Regions from separate parts of the Lactuca sativa genome. Here region 1 is linked to region 2. The links are chromatin contacts, called in public Hi-C maps. All regions are on one chromosome and are shown on one strand. The core of a region is the stretch at or near the end of the contact, and the rest is flanking DNA. Distances in the headings are between cores, read along the strand shown. Region 1 holds the start of LOC111921537 (protein CUP-SHAPED COTYLEDON 2). Region 2 holds the start of LOC111890826 (D-amino-acid transaminase, chloroplastic).

The links. A called contact is a pair of places that touch in the nucleus more often than the background predicts.
Region 1: a contact with region 2 is called in a Hi-C map of bud, with 7 times the contacts expected there. The contact joins the promoter of LOC111921537 here to the promoter of LOC111890826 in region 2. A contact is called at or near these places in 2 of 4 Hi-C or Micro-C datasets (bud and leaf).

The regions. Positions count from the first base shown.
Region 1 is chr7:187,482,201-187,485,324 of Lsat_Salinas_v11, reverse strand. It overlaps LOC111921537 (protein CUP-SHAPED COTYLEDON 2), which reads right to left and starts at 1,375. Exons shown (of 3, transcript XM_023917119.3): 1 at 883-1,375; 2 at 513-796; 3 at 1-177. The coding sequence starts at 1,066.
Region 2 is chr7:186,780,991-186,783,989 of Lsat_Salinas_v11, reverse strand. LOC111890826 (D-amino-acid transaminase, chloroplastic) reads left to right here and starts at 1,552. Exons shown (of 5, transcript XM_023886906.3): 1 at 1,552-1,843; 2 at 1,936-1,991; 3 at 2,198-2,373; 4 at 2,448-2,999. The coding sequence starts at 1,828.

The DNA of each region.
Region 1 (3,124 bases), core at 126-2,625, 700 kb before region 2:
TAACGGTGGTAGTGAGCCCGAAACCGCCGACGAGGAGCTGGCTTCTTTCCCGATATTTATCCCACCGCTAAACCACTTCTTCCCAACGCCAACGCTACCACTGCCGCTGCCGCTGCCGGCGCCGCCGACAGATCCAACACCACTTTTCTTGAAAACACGGGAGATCACCCATTCATCCTGATTAATTAATTACCAATAAGATGTATCAAAAACCCAAAACAAGAACAAGAACAAGAACAAACAGTAGTATATATAACAAAAGAAAAACACAAACTTTAAAATTTAAATCTTTAATGCTTGTTCAGTTCAGTGTGTACACAAGCCACAAAGAAAGACTTTTAAATTTTAATGCAAGCAAAGAGCAGTTTAACCGTTAAAAATCTTGCATTTAATACAACCTTTAACTAAAATAACTAACACAAAACACACCATGCAAAATCAAAATTCTTGTGGATGACATGAAGTATATATAAACCCTAGCTAGAATGAGGTGATGAAGTTCTTGAAGGTACCTTGGAGCTTTTAGAGAGAAAATGGTAGGCAAATTTGCCTTCAAGACGATATTCATGCATCACCCAGTTGCTTTTCTCCCCTTTTGGAGCCCTACCACGGTAGAAAACTAGGGTTTTCTTCATCCCCACAAGAGCAGAAGTCTTGGAGCTGTAGATCTCGCGATCTTTTCCGGTGGCTTTCCAGTAGCCGGCCTCCGTCGCCCTGTTAGTTCTCAGCCCAGTTGGGTATTTCCTGTCCCGGAGACTGAAAAAGTACCATTCTTTCTCCCCCATTTTCGCTCTTTCTGTACCAAAAAACAAAAACCCTAAAAAAAAAAGTTACAAAATGCGTGAGCTGTGTGTGAGTGTCGATCAATAAGTTGAATCGTACGTGGAAGCTCCCATGGTTCGCATTTGTTAAGATCAACGTCGGCGAATGCCCGGCCGGTGAAGCTGCCGTCGAGGACTTTTCGGAGAAGGTAACAAGTGATGAGTTCTTCATCAGTCGGATGGAATCTAAACCCAGGTGGCAAACAAGCTTCAGTGTTATCAAAATGGTGTGTGAAAAACTCCATAGCAGTATACTTAAGTAGCACCTCCTCCGCACACGGCTGTCGGAAAAAGGCAAACTGGCGTTTTGGCTTTGGTTTTGGTGTGATGACGAATGAGATATGTGTCTATATATAGGAGTTGGAGATGGGGTGGCGTTTATGGGGATTCGGAGAATCAAGAAATTAATAATATCTGTACTATCAATCGATTGAAAGATTAAAATAAAAATGGAATTTAGGGTTTTTCGTGTCTTTGGGTCTGCAACTCTGCCGTGGCTCTTATCATATCCATATGGGTTTAGAGAGAGAGTATGTGTTAAGAGTATGCGTGCGTGCGAGAAGAAGTGTGCAGGGTATTCCTATTGTCAGTGGAGAAGAAAAAAGAGGGATGGAGAACAGTAACTAACTCCATCTTCGTTTTTTTTTTTTTTTTTTTTTTTTTACCAAAGTCTACCAATTTTAACTCTATATTAATTTATTATGTATCATGATTTTAGTGTTTTAGACGTCTATTAGTTTTTGGGATACCAAAACATATTTAAAGATGGCTTATTGGTATGTTTGACAATATTAGCGTTGGCTTAAAGACGTCTATTAGTTGTACGCTTAAAAACTTGAAATAGTTTTTGATTTTTTTATTTAAAATAAAAGTTTTAAGTTCTTATTATTGATGGGACAATTTTCTTAAATTTTTTTTTTAACTGAAAGTTTATAAAAAATTTAATAGCTCGTTGCCGAACATACTCACAAGTCACACCATATCATAAAACAATAAATAGATAGATTATTTTTAAATATTTAACAAATTTTGCTTATAAGATTAAAAAAAAAAGTTGACCAGATAAAAGAGTATAATGGTATTTGCATTGCTGGTAAAAACAAAACAAAACTACGATTTAATGTATATATGTTTTTTTTGTGTGTGTTTAGAACAAAGATAATTGGTTAAATTGTTTCCTGTTTGATAAGAATTTTCTATTAAGTTAGATAGCTTATCAAACATTGTTTATTTAAATCAATCAACATTTTTTATTGTATTTAATCTAAACACTTAAAATGCATTAAACCGCAATATACTAATTAATACTTTAAATAAATAATCCAAAAAAGGCCATAGTTTAATCTCCATAAGCCTCAGTTCAACTGATATATTAATGTCTTACATAGATATGATATTATCTGACTTTATGTATATTGTAGTTGATTATTTATTTCAAAAAGATCTTTTGCATATACAAAAGATCTTTTTGATTAATAATATGGGCCAAGTATTATTTAATTTTAATAAATAATTAATTAAACCATCTATCCTTTAATTTAGACAATTACTTTGTTTAAAACCCTATTGCCTCTTTCATCCACATTCACAATATCCCTCCAGTCTCGTTCAATTGACGTGTAATGAAGGATTCTGCGAGATTAGATGATCCAACTCACCAAATTCCTAAACGAAAATGGATCTCCATTCACTGTCAACATCTACCCCTTCATAAGCCTCTACATCGACTCCAATTTTTCGATGTAATACGCGTTCTTCTACAGAAACGCAACTTTGGTGAACGAAGGCGGCACCACCTACACAAATATGTTCGATGCCAACTACGATACCCTCGTCTGGGCCATACAAAAGAATGGATTCATAAATATGGGAATCATAGTGGGTGAAATTGGGTGTCCTAGTGATGGAGATCGAAACGCGAAGAATCAACTAGCTTATAGAAATACATTATTTCTTATAAAAACAAAAAATACATTATTTCTTATAGAATACGGGTAACAATTGTTAAAAAGTACATTTATTGTTAAAGAATAAAACTAAAAAAACTTTTAAAACGGGAAAGAAAACATCAAAATCTAACAACGACACTAATACATTCTAAAAGAATAATGTTGCTTACAATCACTTTCAATTTTGTGGTTCGTTCTTCAAGCATCAACTTCTGTGAAAACAAAACAAAATTGTAGTTTAGATTCCAATAATACATTAGCAAATGAAAAATAAAAAACTAAATTCCTTTGGAAAAAAATGTGGACTTGTGAATTGCACCAAAACCAATAAACAAGAATTGTAGAACATGCATA
Region 2 (2,999 bases), core at 303-2,802:
ATCTGAGTTGGAGACCTTTTGGAATTGAATTAAATGGCTGAATGCATGAAGCTGTTGAAAACCATGTAACCACGATGTGGCAAGGCCACCATGATGTGGTGATGGGTTGGTTCGCGACTGCTTTATCGTATCCGGCACCACGACGTGGTACAATGATACCACGACGTGGCGGCCAGGTTGAGTTGACTTTCTTGACCTTTTGAATGTTTGGCCATGTTTGACTTATAAGTGGTTTTGGGGCATTTTGAGTTGTACTTAAGGAATTGTTTCTGTTTAAGGGTTGAGTAGAGATGATATTGGGTCGGGATCTAGTCAGCTATCGTTTAGTATTCGAGGTGAGTCTTCTCACCACACTCATGGGTTGAAGGCACCAATGTCGACCCATTAATTGTTATGAAATGTTTAGTCATGGAATATGTAATGGTTGATAGTGATTTATATGTGAATTATGTGAAGACCATGGGAGGAGCCCATGGAACTTGGAAAGACCATGGTAGGAGCCTATGGCTCGGGGATATAAGACCATGGGTTAGCCCATGACATTCCAAATGAAGACCATGGAGGGAGTCCATGGCAAACTTGTATGTATGTGTGTGTCGCATTATGTGATTATATGTTTCATGTGTTTGAGGAAACTCACTAAACGTGTGCTTACAGTTTTGCTGGATAATTCAGGTACTTCTAGCTCTAAGGGCAAGGGTCCGGTTTGATGACGCAGCGTGCACTCTCCAACATTTTTCTCTACTAGTTATTATGGACACTTTGATCTTTCTAATTAATATGTTGATGTATTGGATCTTTGGAAACATTGGATGATGGGAATTTCTAATCATTAAATATGGATTGTTAGTATTTAAATGAAAATTTTTACTTGAAATTTTGGACTGTTACATCAACTATCCAAAGTTGTTTCGAGTTTGTTATAAAAGCTTGACTTTCAGGAGGAGGTTGTAGTAAAATGTGACTATTAAATAAATCTAGGGTTATACATAAATAAGTTTAGGGTTAAAAGTGATATGTATATTGTAGTATAAGGACAACGTTACATTAAAATAAATCTAGAGTTATACATAAATAAGTTTAGGGTTAAAAGTGACATGTATATTGTAGTATAAGGACCTAAATATAGGTAAAATGAGTTTTGCCCATTTAAACACGTACAGTAAAGTTTTGTTTTTGCTTTAATTTTTTTTTTCTTTGGTTCTCCTCTGTAAATCGCATAAACGCATACACAGATCAATAAATAGATTAATCTTTATTTGGATTGACATATACAAGAGGAAATCACATTAGTAAAATTCGGGTTAACATATACCAAAATACACTTATATTTATATTATAGATTCTCAAATATGTTTTTTGAAACAGGATTTCTAAAAGAAATACCAACAAAAACTTTATCCTTTTGTGCACATAAACTATAGTATTATTTTTCGAATGATAAAAATATATTAACAAAAATGACAAAATTTAAAATATTATCCATAAAAATATATTTCGTGTTAAATTTGCTTTTGTAAACCAAAAAGTGGATGACTCGAAACACCATGAGAGATGAGAGAATCAAACAGAGGGTAGGCCAGTGCCACCCGCTTTCGTCTTTACCTTTAAACCCTTCTTCCCCAAATCCACAACCACCATTTCCATGTAAGACAACCATGGATTCCTCTTCTTTACATCTGCGAGAGTACCCTTTTTTATCTCCTCTCTTCTCTCATGGTGAACAACCCACCTTCTTCTCTATAAATACCCTCATCTCCCACTCACTCACTCACTCACTCACTCGATCGCCCCTGTTAAACCCCTCCTCCTTTCACCTTTCTTCAAATGGCTACCAATTCAGGTAAGTTTCATCAGTTAGGGTCATGGTTTTTTATGATTGTATAGTAATTCATGATAGGTTGTTTGATATGTTTGCTGATTGATAAATCGCAGTTGAGATCGAGAGTGCTGAAGATTCTAAAGTTCATGTTTTCTCATCATCGACGGAGGTATATTCCGTAAAACCCAACCCCACCTCTCTGTTTTCGTATCCCGAATTCCCGATCATCTCAAAATTTCACAAAAAGTTTATCAATAACACTAGAAAACAGTCAAACACACGTTTCTTATGCCAATTCTGCATCTAGAAAAGCACCATCATTGAAGTTGAATTTTGTTTCGAAACAATATCTCACATTAATCTTTTGATGATCAGCTGCTTGAAAAGTTGCATCAGAAATGGAATTCAGTCGAGAAGCCACCATATCCTGCAATGTATTCAAGTGTTTATGGCGGGATTATTCTCGATCCAGCGATGATGGTCATCCCAATTGACGATCATATGGTACATCGAGGACATGGTGTTTTTGACACTGCCATTATTCTCGATGGGTAAGTCCTTAATTTCATCAAAATTTTACACAATTCTGATCGATTTTAAAGTTGAATTCCAATCCATTTCACAGATACCTCTACGAACTGGATGCTCATATAGATCGAATCCTTGTATCAGCATCAAGAGCCAAGATTTCATCACCATTCCCAAAATCAACCCTTCGCACCATTCTCATCCAACTAACATCAGCATCAAACTGCAAGAAAGGAACTTTACGATACTGGTTAAGTGCAGGTCCAGGCGATTTCCTACTTTCTCCTTCAGGTTGCCCAACATCTGCATTCTATGCAGTTGTAATAGACGAAGAGTTTTCTCAATGTAAACAAGGCGTTAAAGTCATCACTTCCACAATCCCGATGAAAGTACCCTTATTTGCCACAAGCAAAAACGTGAATTACCTCCCGAATGTTCTCTCGAAACTTGAAGCAGAAGAGAAAGGGGCATTTGCGTCAATTTGGGTAGATGATGAAGGGTATGTTGCAGAGGGACCTAATGTGAATGTGGCTTTTGTAACACATGATAATGAGCTTATTTTGCCTTTCTTTGAGAAGATTTTAAGTGGGTGTACTGCTAAAAGGCTTCTTGAATTGGCTCCTAAGTTGGTTGAAAATGGGAGATTGAA